2 separate regions of the Pan troglodytes genome follow, and region 2 is linked to region 1. Evidence: chromatin contacts called from public Hi-C data. All regions are on one chromosome and are shown on one strand. The core of a region is the stretch at or near the end of the contact, and the rest is flanking DNA. Distances in the headings are between cores, read along the strand shown.

What was found. A called contact is a pair of places that touch in the nucleus more often than the background predicts.
Region 2: a Hi-C map of induced pluripotent stem cells shows a contact between it and region 1, with 4 times the contacts expected there. The contact joins two enhancer-like sites. A contact is called at or near these places in 5 of 7 Hi-C or Micro-C datasets (blood, induced pluripotent stem cells, a lymphoblastoid cell line and 1 more) and 1 of 1 other capture datasets (stem cell-derived neural stem cells).

Annotation. Positions count from the first base shown.
Region 1 is chr7:108,406,542-108,413,487 of NHGRI_mPanTro3-v2.0_pri, forward strand. No RefSeq gene overlaps it. Among named protein-coding and RNA genes, the nearest start is that of POP1, 48 kb to the left of the region's middle. Within about 2 kb of position 2,905, at least 7 of the 24 cell types and tissues checked have an H3K27ac peak or open chromatin away from gene starts, as enhancers often do. A contact at or near this core is called in induced pluripotent stem cells, where this site is marked.
Region 2 is chr7:108,724,760-108,731,705 of NHGRI_mPanTro3-v2.0_pri, forward strand. The region is part of intron 10 of STK3 (serine/threonine kinase 3); the gene reads right to left. Among named protein-coding and RNA genes, the nearest start is that of KCNS2, 50 kb to the left of the region's middle. Within about 2 kb of position 4,477, at least 1 of the 24 cell types and tissues checked has an H3K27ac peak or open chromatin away from gene starts, as enhancers often do. A contact at or near this core is called in induced pluripotent stem cells, where this site is marked.

The sequences.
Region 1 (6,946 bases), core at 1,655-4,154:
TGGCTAACTTTTGTATTTTTTAGTAGAGACGGGGTTTCACTACGTTGGTCAGGCCGGTCTCGAACTCCTGACCTCAAGTGATCTGTCCACCTCGGCCTCCCAAAGTGCTGAGTTTCAAGTGTGAGCCATTGTGCCTGGCCTTTGGCTGCATTTTAGAATCACCCAACAGCCCAAGCCGTAGCCCAGAAATCAATCTTGGGTTGGGCCCAAGGATCAGTATTTATGAGCTCCCCAGGCCGTTGTGATGTGCCGCTCAGCGGAGAATCGCCGCTTTCGGAGGTCTGGCTCTTGGACCCTCTGCACCTTGGGGAAGTGTGACTGAGTAACAAGGCCATGGAAACCCAAGAACTCCTGTGCCTGTAGCAGGCCTGCTTGCCATTACGAAAAAGTACATGTCTGCAAAGTCAGCTCACAGGGTCTGTTGACTGCATGGTGAAGCGTCCAGGTGGGAACATAATGAGAGCGTAGTGTCGAGGGCTGGGTGGCCCAGAGTCAGGGCTTCCACCTGGGGAAGAGGCCTGGTAGTGAAAAAGAAAACAGCCTCATTACTTCTGTAGCCTTCTCTACTTGAGAATATCAAATGAGGTCTCTTGTTTTTCTTTTGGTGAGTATACTTCCAGACCAGCTGTTCTCAGCCTTGGCTGCACATGGGAATCACCTGCAGGCTTTCAAAGCACTGGTGCCCAGGGCCTACCCTCCTGGGATGAAGCTTTAACTGGTCAAGGGTGTGAGCTAGACTTTGGGGGTTTTAACAGCTCCCAGGTAATTTGCAGCCAAGGTTGAGAACCACTCTTCCAGACTTTAAAAATGAGGTTCCAAAATAAATAAAGATGCAGCTTATCAGTAATGGGGACCCTGAAGCAGGGTGTGGGGAGCAGATGCAGCTCTCTTGAGTGGGGCACACAGCTGTGACCCATGGCCCTGGTAGGGGCTTCCTGGACTTGGGCACGTGGCCAAGTTCATGTCAAGGCATTTTTCCCTCTCCCCATGTTTTGAAAATTTTAATTTAATTAGATATTGTTCTGGAGGAGCCCACCCTAACCATTTGTGTGCTTTCACTTGAGGAAATGTTTACGAACATGGAACTCCCCTCGTTTCTCTCTCCAGTCCCACTGCGCCCCTCTGGGCTAACCCACTGGGCTCTGAACATGCTGGCCTCAGCTCCTTGAATGGCCAAGCTCTTGGCTCCTCCACGATTTTCCACGTGCAGAGGCTTTCTCTGCCCACCATTTATTTTATTTTATTTTTTATTTTTTGAGACAGTGTCTTGCTAGGTCTCCCAGGCTGGAGTGCAGTGGCGTGAACATGGCTTACTGTCACCTTGACCTCCCAGGCTCAAGTGATCCTCCTGCCTCAGCCTCCTAAGTATCTGGGAGCCACACATGCCTGCCACTACACCCAGCTAATTTTTTTTTTTTTTTTGAGACAGTCTCGCTCTGTTGCCCAGGCTAGAGTGCAGTGGCATGATCTTGGCTCACTGCAGCCTCCACCTCCTGGTTCAAGTGATCCTCCCACCTCAGCCTCCTGAGTAGCTGGAATTACAGGCAGGTGCCACCATACTTTGCTAATTTTTATATTTTTTTGTAGAGACAGGCATCTCACTATGTTGCCCGGGCTGGTCTTGAACTCCTGACCTCAAGTAATTCACCCACCTGGGGCTCCCAAAGCGTTGGGATTATAGATGTGAGCCACCGCACTGGCCTTGCCAATCCTACTTAAAATAGCCTCTTCCTGCTTACATTACTCTATATCACACAATGGGTTTATTTCCTGACATCACAACGTATAGCAATTAATTCTTTTGTTGTTTACATGTTTATTGTCTAGTCCATTAGAATATGAGCCTCATGAAGGTGAGACCATGTCTTGTTTGATTAATGTTGCACCCCAGGTGATAGCACAATGCTTAACCCATAACTTGTATTTAATACATTTTTGTTGAATTGATGCTTTAATAAAAAAGGGTGTATGTATTAAACTTTACAGTTAATACTCTTGTTGGCCAGGCACATGTTGTAATGAACAAAAGAGCCCACTAGGTGGTGCCAAGACCTCATGAGTAAACAGCCTACTCAGGAAAAAAACAGCGGAAAAGCACAATTCAATGTCCTTGGACTGGGGGAGTTTGTGAGGTCACTTATCAGTCGACATTCCCCCTTTTTGGGGCAGACTCATACTAACAGAATCCTAGTTTGAAAAGGATTCGTGATTTTTAAAGAGGTGCCTAGAAAAGGAATAACTTTAGGCTGGGCGTGGTGGCTCACACCTGTAATCCCTGCTACTCAGGAGGCTGAGGCAAGAGAATTGCTTGAACCTGGGAAGCGGAGGTTGCAGTGAGCCAAGATCGTGCCACTGCACTCCAGCCTGGGTGACAGAGTGAGACTCCATCTTAAAAAAAAAAAAAGGAATAACTTTAAAAGCTTTATCCAAAGAATGAATCCCATCCACATTATCCCCAGTAAGTCTACCCCTCTGCATCACAAGCTGAATGCCTCCGATGATGAGGAGCTCATTACTTCACCGGGAGATGCCATCTCCACTTTGGCAGCATACCGACGGGTGAAATGGCCCTTCAGCTCCAGGTCAGTCCTATCTCCCTGCATTCTTACATCAGCTAACATTGAGAAGCACCCATTTATTTTTATGAAGTTGGTTATTAACCTTTTCTCCAGGCTAAACAAGCCTTGTTTCTTTAGCTTTCCTTCTCTTGTTTCCAACGTCGCACAGAGGACCTTAAATTATTTTTTGGACTCAACATAATTTGATCTCAGAAACCTGCACAGCTGCAGTGAGCCTCAGGCAAGGGCTGTGGCTTTAGGGAGAGCCTCTGGTGTTCTGGGTCACTGTGGGCCAGCCCTCTCTGAAGTCTGCAGCCTCCTCCTTCCTTGTTCTGCAGGATTTAGCCACTACCACTGGAGGGCATGGGTTAGTCAGGTTTTTCTCTAAAACAGAGCCTGGCATGGCTTTCATGTAGGGAGTTTATTTTAGGGAGGCTGGGAAAGTGAACCAGGAAAGGAGGAAAGCCAATCCAAGTGTGCATTGTGAGCTGGTTACCCTTGGAGGCAATTGGGGCTCCATCCCTCTGGGGACAGTCTGATGAATGGAATGCTTTGTCTACATGAGGCCCGGGAGAGGATAATCTTTATTTACCAGCTCCCATTCCTATTGCCTAAATGAACAGTTCCCCCAGGGACTGTTCATTTCCGCCAGGTTTGCACAGGTGCTAGAATGGCTTGGCCTGCTCAGTGAGCATCTCACGGAAGGCAGGCCAAGAAGCCCCAGGGGCAGAAGACTAGGGGTGGCTAAGGCAAGGTGCCCTTGGCCTACACCTGTGCCCAGCCAGTTGCTGCAGCAAGGGCTGAGCACAAAGTGGGTCAAGGGAATGAGAGATGGGATAGATGTCCAGCACAGGGCCCTCAGAAGACAGGGTGATTATTTCCTGTTGTCACTTGTGAAGCATGTGTATGTGCACACTGTATACACCAGGTGGAGGGGTGTCTGGAGCCACATTTCTGTGTGTGTGTGCACGTGCACACTTGTATACACAGGGTGGTAGGGTGTCAGGGACTGCCTGATGAGCACCCTGGAACACATGCCAGAGGTCGGCATGTAGACTCTAAAGTTGATTTTGCCAAAGAGTGGGGCAGTTATGGTTCAGCTGCACAGCAAGCTCTCAGTCCCAGGGGCCTGTGCAGAATTCTAGTTCCCATTGCACACCTGCAATGATCACTAGGAAACAAGCCCCAAGACTGTTGTCTGGTAAGAAAATGACCAAGTGGAGATTCTGGGGCTGGCTTTGAAACCAGCTTTACCATCATTCTTTTTTTTTTTTTTTTGGGTTGGGGGGAGGGTCTTGCTCTGTCACCCAGGCTGCAGCAGTGGCACAATCTTGGCTTACTGCAACCTCCGCCTCCTGGGCTCAAGGAGTTTTCCTGTGTCAGCCTCCCACGTGGCTGGGACCATAGGCGTGAGCCACTATGCCTGGCTAATTTTTTTATTTTTTGTAGAGACAGGGTTTTGCCATGTTGCCCAGGCCAGTCTCAAACTCCTAACTCAAGTAATCCTCTTGCCTTGGCCTCCCTCCAAAGTGCTGAGATTACTATCATTCTTGATCAATTAGCTTGCAGCTTCCTTTCGGCTCAGTGCCCACCCACGTCATTTTTTTCTCTTCGCTCACCTCCCACCCACGTCATTTTTTTCTCTTTTAACTCAGCAGTTCTCCTCTCGGCTTCCCTTATATCTGCTACTCAGTTTATCTGTTTCTCAGTCAAGTGAGGGAGGTTGGAGAACAGTCCGGATATTTCAAGTATGGCTTTAGGACCAGCAGCATCAGCAACAGAAATGCAGAATCCCAGGCTCCACTCAGACCTGGAATAGAACCTGCATTTGAACAAGATCACCAGGTGGTTCGCATGCACAGGAAAGGTTCAGGAGCAGTGGGCCACCAGTGGTTTCCAAACCTCATTATCATCAGAGCACCTGGGGAGCTTGCTAAACTCACAAATATCTTAGCATCAGTCCCGAGAGATTCCAGCCCGACTAGGTCTGTAGGGTGGCCCTGAAACCTGTGATTTTTATTAGGCTCCCAATGTGATTTCATGGGATCATGTTTGAGAATCACCAGGAAAGATAATCTTTTGAATTTTTTTTCCACTTGTAAGATTCTGATATTTTTGCCAGAATTGACTGTTCAGAAATTTGAATGTCACTCTTTTTGGGTGTTATGAATTAGGGCACAAAAGTTAAATTTTTTTTTTTTTTTTAACATTGAGATCTGGATCATTGTAGGCCTTTTCCTCCTTTCTCTCTTTCTTTCCTTTCCTTTTATTTTTTTTTAAACAGTGAGGCCTAGCTTCTGGTTGCTGAAGATTGAATATTCTGGCCGGGAACTTGTCTTTCTTCTAACATCTAGCAGCTGCCCCTTTACGTAACTTCTGGGTATTTCACCATGCCCTGTAGGCTCCCATGGCATCACACTTCTGCAGGGACATATAAGTTCTGGTGGAGCCTGGCATGGCATTTTGCCGCCCTCGTTCAGCTGCTAGACACTGGAGGGGATGTTTCTGAGACACCCTGTCCTGACTCTCTGTGTGGCTGTTGAGAGATGAGGCCTGGGGGAACTGCAGAGGGCGGACAGAGTGTGTTTTCTTCCGGTCTTGGCATCTTGGAGTCATTCCTGTCCCGCTGCGTCACCCCACACAAGCCTGAGTGACCTTCGAGAAAGTAACCTCGATCCTTTGCCCTGAGAGCCTTGGCTGGGGCATCTGGAGGCACCCCCCCCTCCCATGGCTGGGCATCATGAGAGGAGAAAAACCTGCCGGATGGGGCACTAACTGGCCCCAGGGAGCACAGGGCACTTCCAGGTGAGCAGAGAGAGGATGAAGACCTCAAGGGCACCCCCACCAAGCTGAGATGTTAGAACGTATCGGAGGCTCCAAACCAATAGAAAGCCTTCCTTAGAAGGTCCTCCTGAAGCGGAGGGGCCCCTGCAAAGCGTAAGTAAGTGTCTCATCCCATACATTTCCTTTTTGAGTCGCTAATTGTTCTCTGCCTGTGAGGGGCTGTAGAGCTCTCTTTGTGGAGCAGGGAGAAAAGGTAGAAATTTCTTCTTACCCAGGGCAGAGCGTGGCTCCCGCAAACACTTGTCACTGGCTCAGGGGCACCCTCCAAGGCAAAGCAAGTGGCAGGCAAGGGGAAGCTGGCCTTCAGCATGGGGCCAACATCACTCACAGAGCTGCCTGGCTCTGCCCCTCCACCCCGAGGCCAGGGGCAGGGGTGGCTGTGGTCTGGGCCTCCACCGCGCTCCCAAGCAGAATCTGCGGACCCTCCCCTAAGTCTGGAGGGCATTGGGGAGTGGTTGGAGGGGAGTGTCTGTCCCTACTGTGGTGACCACAGAGTCAAGCTGGGAACAGGGACAGCTAGGGTTCCCCAAACGCCAGCATGAGACCCCCTTCCTCATGGTCACCAGTGCTTCCTCAGCCTCCATCTCCCTGAGTGTGAAGAAAACACAGTTGTTCCACCAGCGTGGCATTTGGAATGGCTTTTAACATTTTCAACGGCTTTAATCAGTCATTAGGAATAGAAGACAGGGACGCTGACTGAGTCTTCCCTATACAGGCTCCGACTTGTCCTTAGGCAGCTCGAGGACAACAACAACTGCCTGCTTCAGGGCCATGTGTAGAGTGTCGAGGATTTTGACCCCTGGTCTGGCACAGGAATCCAGTCTTTCTCACCCTGACGTTTTCCTCAGAAAGATGGCCCTGGAGTCCTGATAGATTTATTTCGTTTGTTTTTCTCTCTCTTTAATTCTGCCGTGATATGCTGCTGTTATTTTCGACTAGAGCACCACCCAAGTCATTCATCTTTGCCTAGTTAGGCAGCTATGAAAGGCCCATGTTGACGTCTACCAATTGGCCCGCTCTTGTCTGAAACATCAGCCAAAAGCAAAACAATGAAACATAGGCACACAGCTGTCCCGCACCCAGAAAGCCGTGGGTACACCACACGGCGATCTCCTCTCAGCTGAGAGGTGGCAGGGAGCAGTGACCTCTCCTCCCGCTCTGCCCTGGGTCGGCCTTTGGAGCCTCTGCAGGTTGAATTCTTTTAATCTGGCTAGTGAACGGCCGGGCTCCCCGCCCGCCGTGCTCTGCGCCTGCCGAGCTCCTGGCCCTGCGTGCAGCGTTTTGGGCACAGTGATTCAGTCCCCACTGGGGATTAATGCTAATCTCCTGTTCATATGATCGAGTTAAGAGTTATTCTTTCCATCTGTCATGCCCTGGGGCACAGTTCTGGGTCCTTTCTTCCTCCTCGGAGGTCTCTGAGGGCAAATGGTGACACCCCTTGGCCATGGACGTCCACAGAGTGGCAGTGGGCAGCTTCCCCACAGGGCAACTGAAAAGCATGGGGAGGGACCAGTGTGTGGCTGAAAGGCCCCGGAGCAGGCGTC
Region 2 (6,946 bases), core at 3,227-5,726, 320 kb after region 1:
CCGAAATTCTTTCTGAATATAAGCAATGCCATTTACAAACATTCCTACTGCACCCATCTTCTACACCCCCTGTTGTAATGAATTTGCATACCTGCCTCCGATTACAGGCTGGATTGCCCCAAAGTAGTCTTCTCAGAAACCTATCTACACAGTTAGCTTCTTTCTCTTGTGCATCTTCAAACTCTCTTTGTCTTTAGCATCAACATGATATACTTTCTGATATTTCCCATCTTAAACTTTTATTGCTTTTTCTTATCTCAAGAAAACCCTGCCTTGACTCACGGCCATTCCTCCAGTTGTCACAATTCCATCCCTCTTCTCCTTTAGAAAGTCAAACTTCTCAAAGTATGGAGAAAACAATAACCATATTTTAAATTGGCAATCAAACTTCAACTTGCTCCATACTGGCTTCTGATCCCCTAATGCTCTCCAAATTCCTCTTGTTAGGTCGCCAAAGTTAAATGAATTCTTTTTAGTTTCTATCTTATTTGGCCCCTTCAGCTATAATTGATACTTTGTCCACACCTTTCCTTCTTGAAACCTCCCTCTCTTGGCTCCTACAACACCATGCTCTCTTTTCTCCTAAATTTATGGCCATTTCTCAACCTCCTTTATTGGCTTCTTCTCAACTACTAAATGTTAGAACTACTCAGGACTCTGGGCTTTTACTATATACTCCATTTCCTAGGCAGTCTCATACATGCCCTGGGCTTTAAATACCATCTATCTGATAGTATCTCTAATATAGATCTGTCTTCTGAGTTCCAGAACTTAGCAATTCTATTAGATGTCTCCTGGGTATTGCAATACTCAGTAAGTTCATATCTGATAGAGACCTTCTAAACTGTTTATCTTTTAACCTTTCCTATTTCACTAAATGGCTCTTCCGCCATCCAACTAGTTGCAAATGCTAAGAACCTACCATATTCAAATGTTGCCATGCCTTGTGGTGTTCATACTACTTACCAAGATATGTCAAATCGATGTCCTCCTCTTCATCTGCTGTCATCTCCCCAGTCAAAGCCCTCTTATCTTGAGCACACTGTTTCAATAGCTTCCTAACTAGTTTCCTTCTATCTTTGCTCCCCTCCAATTCACTCTCCATACAGCAGCCAGAATTATTGTTTAAAAATGTATACTGGGTCATGTCCTGCCCCTAAGATACTGAAATGGCTCTTTCTTGCATATGAAATCCAAATGCGGCCTTGCCTCAATCTAATCCTGCCTAGGTCTGCAGCTTCAGCTTGTGCTACTCTAGCCATTACTCCTATGTTTCCATCATGACTGATTCTCTTTCAGTTTCTCAGATTCACCAAGCTCTTTGCACATTGAATTGGGAGTAAAATGGTCCAAAAATTAAGAGGTTAGGATTAAAAGATTACATGCCTTTCCTTTGCTTAGAATGTTGTTCCACACTCCCCACTTTGGCTTCAAGACTTTGTTAACACAGTTCTGTCTACTGAGAATGTCCTTTCCCTCATCTCTGCCTGATGAAGTTCTATTCATCTTTAGGACTGATCTTAAATGTCATCTTCATAAAGTCTTCCTGGTCAAATTTTCCCTGTAAGCAGACTGAGTTACTTTTTTCTCCATACACCTAAAGATAATTTTGCATATGTCTCTGTTATAACATTTATCACCGTACTGCAATCATTTTTAAAATTTCTGCCACATTAGAACTGTACAATGTGAGATACCTGAATATAGGACTGGGCCTTCTTTAGATCCCCAAATTTAGCAGGTGCCTAACATCATCCAATCTGTCACCCATTAATATTGCTTTAAGAATAAGAGCCATCTTACATGGCAACAACCACTAGTGAAGATTGTATTTATTAACTTGTTAGTGTTTGTCATCACTGTGACATACACATATTCAGAAAAATGAGCCAATATTAATAATTAAAGACGTTACTGTGATGAAGTTTCCTGAAATCTGAGTTCATCTGTATACCCATATCCAATGACTTGAATGTCTCAATCAATTCATTGGCTAGCACAATTCTCAAGCCTTATTAGGGACCATAATTTCTATGGTTGACATCTTAATGCTGAGTAGGAGCCGGAAGCTTTGCGGACTCTCAGGTTCATGCACCTGAAAGGCCTGTGCTTAAGTGTGTGCATGATCTTGCTCAGAAGCACCAAGAACAGGGGTGAGAAGAGAGAATGTAGAACATCCATTGTTATACAAGAGGCAGTGACAACAGAGATGGCCTATTTAACTTCAAAAGCCTTTAATTCTCAAGCACCAGGAAAACAATTTTAGAGCTGACTACAGTAGATCTTTTGCTAGACTGTTCTGAAGACTAGTTTTTTAGAAAGTAAAACCATATTACCAGAATATTAATCCACAATAAGGTTGAATACAATTTGTTAAAGAACAGACTCCATGTACTATTACAAAAATGAGGTCTGACCTGAAACACCATCCATTTGAAATATTTAAAAATAAAAATAGACAACTCTCTTAAGGAGGTTTTTTAAAGCATCATCTGATATCTACGCTATGATAAAAGTCAGCATCAAGTTTAAAGAAGTGAAACAAAACACTGTCACCATGCCCCTATGAGCTAAAACTTTGAGAATTATAAATGGCGGATTTAACAATGATAACCTTTCCATTCTTTTGCCAGATGCGAAACAAATTATGCTAGTTCCTCCTCTAGAATTTCTTGCTTTTTCTGCCTATGACCTTCTCAGCTCACCCACAAGCAGCACCATTCATTGACTGAACTGTTATTTGACAGTTTGTCATAATCAAATACGGTAAACAGAGTATCACGATGTTCTAGTTCACTTTAAAGCAAACTATTTAGGACTATAAATTCTATCTAGGCCTTAGATACACTTCAAGGCAAAGGTAGGTATATTGGGCAGAGAAAACACCAAGATTTGACTTTTACACCAACATGTACTTAAGTGTAGACTGGAAGTTTGTATTCAAAACATTGGGGGAGAAAAGTTTAATGTTACCTGTGTATTCAACATATAATATCCTCTGTTTTATCTAGATAATTCATCAAAATCAGAGGCATGCAAGGAAGGTGAGAATCAGGCAGTGATTTGCTTACAGATATGAAATCTTGGGAGCAACTCAGTCCAGTGCAGAGACTTTTATTGCCCCACAAACTCTAATATTGGGCAGACTTGGGTTTTTACTGGTTAGGTGATGAAAAGTCCAAGGTAATTATCAGGACTAATCAGAATTACAAAGGACACTGACACGGGGTCACTGTAATAAAGTTATACTTTATATTTATCAGCAGTCTTAGATGGCTATGGGTAAATGTTCTGGCTGTGTGGCCCCCTGAAAAGCAGGATTTTCATTCCAATAGAAAAAGGAAAAAAACTGATTCCAGGTGGAACCAATGTTGCTTCCCCACCCTTTTTTCAGTTGAGAGTTGACAATCATGTTATAAAATGAAAAAGGCAAATGCATGAACAGATTTTAGTGTTGCATAAAACAAAACTTACCACAAAACTAATGTGGCTTTGTTAATGATATGAATAATAGATTCTGGGTAAATGGTAATTATTCATAATTAATTTCTTTTCAAAAACAGCCATAGCCAAAATTATTTTTACACAGTCAACTCAAAATGTTTCCAAATTCTCTAACATCTATAAATTAAATCACTCTCGATGATTTCCACTACAACCATGCAAGGCTTAATACTTTTACAACAAAGGAATTTAGAATATGTCACCCCAAAATACATTACTCTGGCATACTGACTATTTTGAGTAAAAGGTACTTGAAAAACAGCAACTGCAAGAACTCTCTGACCTTTCTTCTTCATACAAGCAGGAAATGAAATTCCCGTGTGAAAGACAGCCTCCCTCTACCAGAAGGAAAGCATCATTCTTATCATCAAGGACGGGAAGCTGAGACCGAGGAAAATATGTACAAACAAACCTTGTTAAGCTAACCCTTATCTTCCTCGTTACTTCTCTGCCCAATTACCTACTCTGCCCAAGCTCCTCTGCCTTGTCACAGTTTCACAATTTACTACTCTTTCGCCAAAAGAGTAGTAAATTCAGTATATAAGTTTTCAATTCTAACTGCATCTGTGGGTCTTCATTTCCTTACAAAGGCTCCTTGCCATGTAAAATTCATACTAAATAAATTTCTATGTTTTTCTCCTGTTGATCTATCTATGTCAATCTAATTCTTAGGCCTAGCTGAAATACCCTAAAAACTGGTAAAGGTACAATTTCACCTCACCTACATACAACACATACATATCCTTCAAAAACATCTTTCTCAACCCCAACTCCCTAGCAGCCATGGTGCACCCTCAATGTCCGTGTTTGAGAATTAAGGGTTCCTGAGCTTTTCTCCTCTGCAAATCCCACTCATGGGTCCTTCACCAAATGTCCATTAGCAATTCATTCAGCCATTTCCTATCTCAGTCTCCACCAGAAAGGGCCACCCCTGCAGCTCTGAAATGCTTGAGGGGCTTGGGAAGCTGAAATTCTGTGGTATAAGGTTTCAATGGCTAGCCTCGCATAATCATCACACTTGGGTGGGGGGGCCCTAATGAAGGCAAGGGAGAGGGAAGAGAAAGGACACAGAGAAAAGGCTTCAGGAGTCTGTTTCAGGGCATCTCAGTCTTGGCACTAATGAACGTTTGGTGGGGTCAGCGGTAATTCTTGGTTGTGAGGGGCTGTCCTGTGCTTTGTAGGATGTTTAGCAGCATCCCCAGCGTCTATTCGCAAGATGCCAGTAGCTTTCCCCAAGTTTGGACAACCCAAATAAATCACCCCTGGTTGAGAACCAGCAGTCTACTCTAGGGTCTTGAGCATAGAGAGGTATAGGAAGAAAATTAAACAGAGGAAAGAACCTGAATTCAGACAGACCCCTGGGCTATGTGTGGAAGAAGCAAGTGGCTCTTGGTCACATGCTGCTCTCTGTGAACATGACTCAATGTAGCGGAAATTTGAGAGTGAGCACAAGGACAAGAGGAATGGAAGTCAGGAAGTGAGAGGAATCTGTAAGGAAGAATTCCAACCCAAATACTCTGCCCCTCACTCACAAGGTGATCCCTATGTATCTACTGAAGAGTACTCAAACTCTTTTTCTTAAGGCGCTGGTTTATAAAGGCCATCAGGAAGCAGACTGAGATTTGGGGGTGGGGTGGAAGAAGGGGAGTTGGGAGGTAGAGAAGGGTTTCCCCTACTTAAACTAAGCTTGGGCTTAAGATCGATCGAGTTCGCCTCCCGAGCAGAGCAAAGAACTGAAACATGCGAGAGGGCTGTTGTGAAGCATTTTAGCCAACTTTTCCAAGCCAGATGCCTGGAGTTCTCACTGAGGAAGCTGGCAGAACCTAGAAAAATCCTTACTACTCCCTCAAATTTGCAGAGGGACTTCAGATGACTAAAACTAGCTGCAGGAAAGAAAAAAGACATTTTCTTTTCTGCCTAGCCATTTATAAAGTTTTTTAACTTGCAGAAAATCACTGAAGTTCTTTCAGTTTCGGAGCCTCTCAAATAAAGTGGAAATACTATGAACTCATGTCACAGAGATGTTCTGAAGATTACATGAGACCACAGATGTTAAACGGCCTAGCACAAAGGTGGCACAGGTGGCTCCCTACCCTCTGTTTCTCCTTCATTTTTAGTTTTCTTTGGGCTCATGCACCACATGCCCACATCTGTGCCAGCAGAGCTTTCTCTATCTGCTCTTATACACTATATTTACCAGCTTCTGTCGTTATCTTGTTCTGCGATTTTCCTCTCTCCCTATGTTCCTGATGAGGTGGCAGTGGTACTTGCTGCTAAATACATCTAAGTCCTTTCATCACTGGTGACAAGAGTGCATGTGAGAGGTAGCAGTGGAGAAGATGCAGGAAAAAGAATGCCATAGTGAGGATGACATACTTCATCACTGTTTTACCCTTGGCAGCTCTCACTCCACCTGCATGAAGACATGAAAAAATCTCTTTCTGCATGATAGTGCAGGTGTGTAGTTTAGCAGGAAACTTGACAGGCAGTTAAAAGACAAAGAAGCGGCCGGGCGCAGTGGCTCACACCTGCAATCCCAGCACTTTGGGAGGCCAAGGTGGGGCGGATCATGAGGTCAGGAGTTAGAGACCAGCCTAGCCAACATGGTGAAACCCTGTCTCTACTAAAAATACAAAAATTAGCTGGGCGTGGCGGTGGGTGCCTGTAATCCCAGTGACTCGGGAGGCTGAGGCAGCAGAATTGCTTGAATCCGGGAGGTGGAGGTTGCAGTGAGCCAAGATCCTGCCACTGCACTCCAGCCTGGGTGACAGAGCAACACTCCGTCTCGGAGGGGGGAGAAAAAAAGATGAAGAAGCGTATCAGGAGTTCAGCTTTTGCTAGGTCAGAGAAAGTTCTTAACAGACTAACTCTTTTGCAGATAATAAACTGTGGACAAAACACAAGAACCAACTACTGAAGTCTCTAAAGAATGAACAAAAACACATTCTTCCCCCTCCACAAGAAAACATTTACAATGTCTGGGATGTAATCCAAAATTACTTGACATATGAAGAATCTGGAAAATGCAATCCACCCCCAATGGAAAAGACAATCAACAGAAGCCAACCTTGATACGACCCAGATATCAGAAATAACAAGACTTTAAAGCAGCTATAATTACTGCTGAGGTAAGAGAAGATATGCTCATTATGGATGAAAAGAATGGGAAATCTCAGCAGAGAAACTAGAAATATAACAACAACGAAAACAAACAGGAGCTTTAAAACTTGAAAAATTCAATATCTGAAATAAAAAGCTTACTGGATAGGCTTAATAGCAGAATGAAGATGACAAAAAATTGATTGGAAAAAGGTCAGTGAAAATTACCCCATCTGAAGAGGAGAGAGAAAAAAATTTAAAAAGAAAGTGTTTCAGGACCCTCTGAAGTCCCAGAAGGTGGGGAATGAGAGAAAGTGGTGGGAAAAAACATCAGCATAAATTA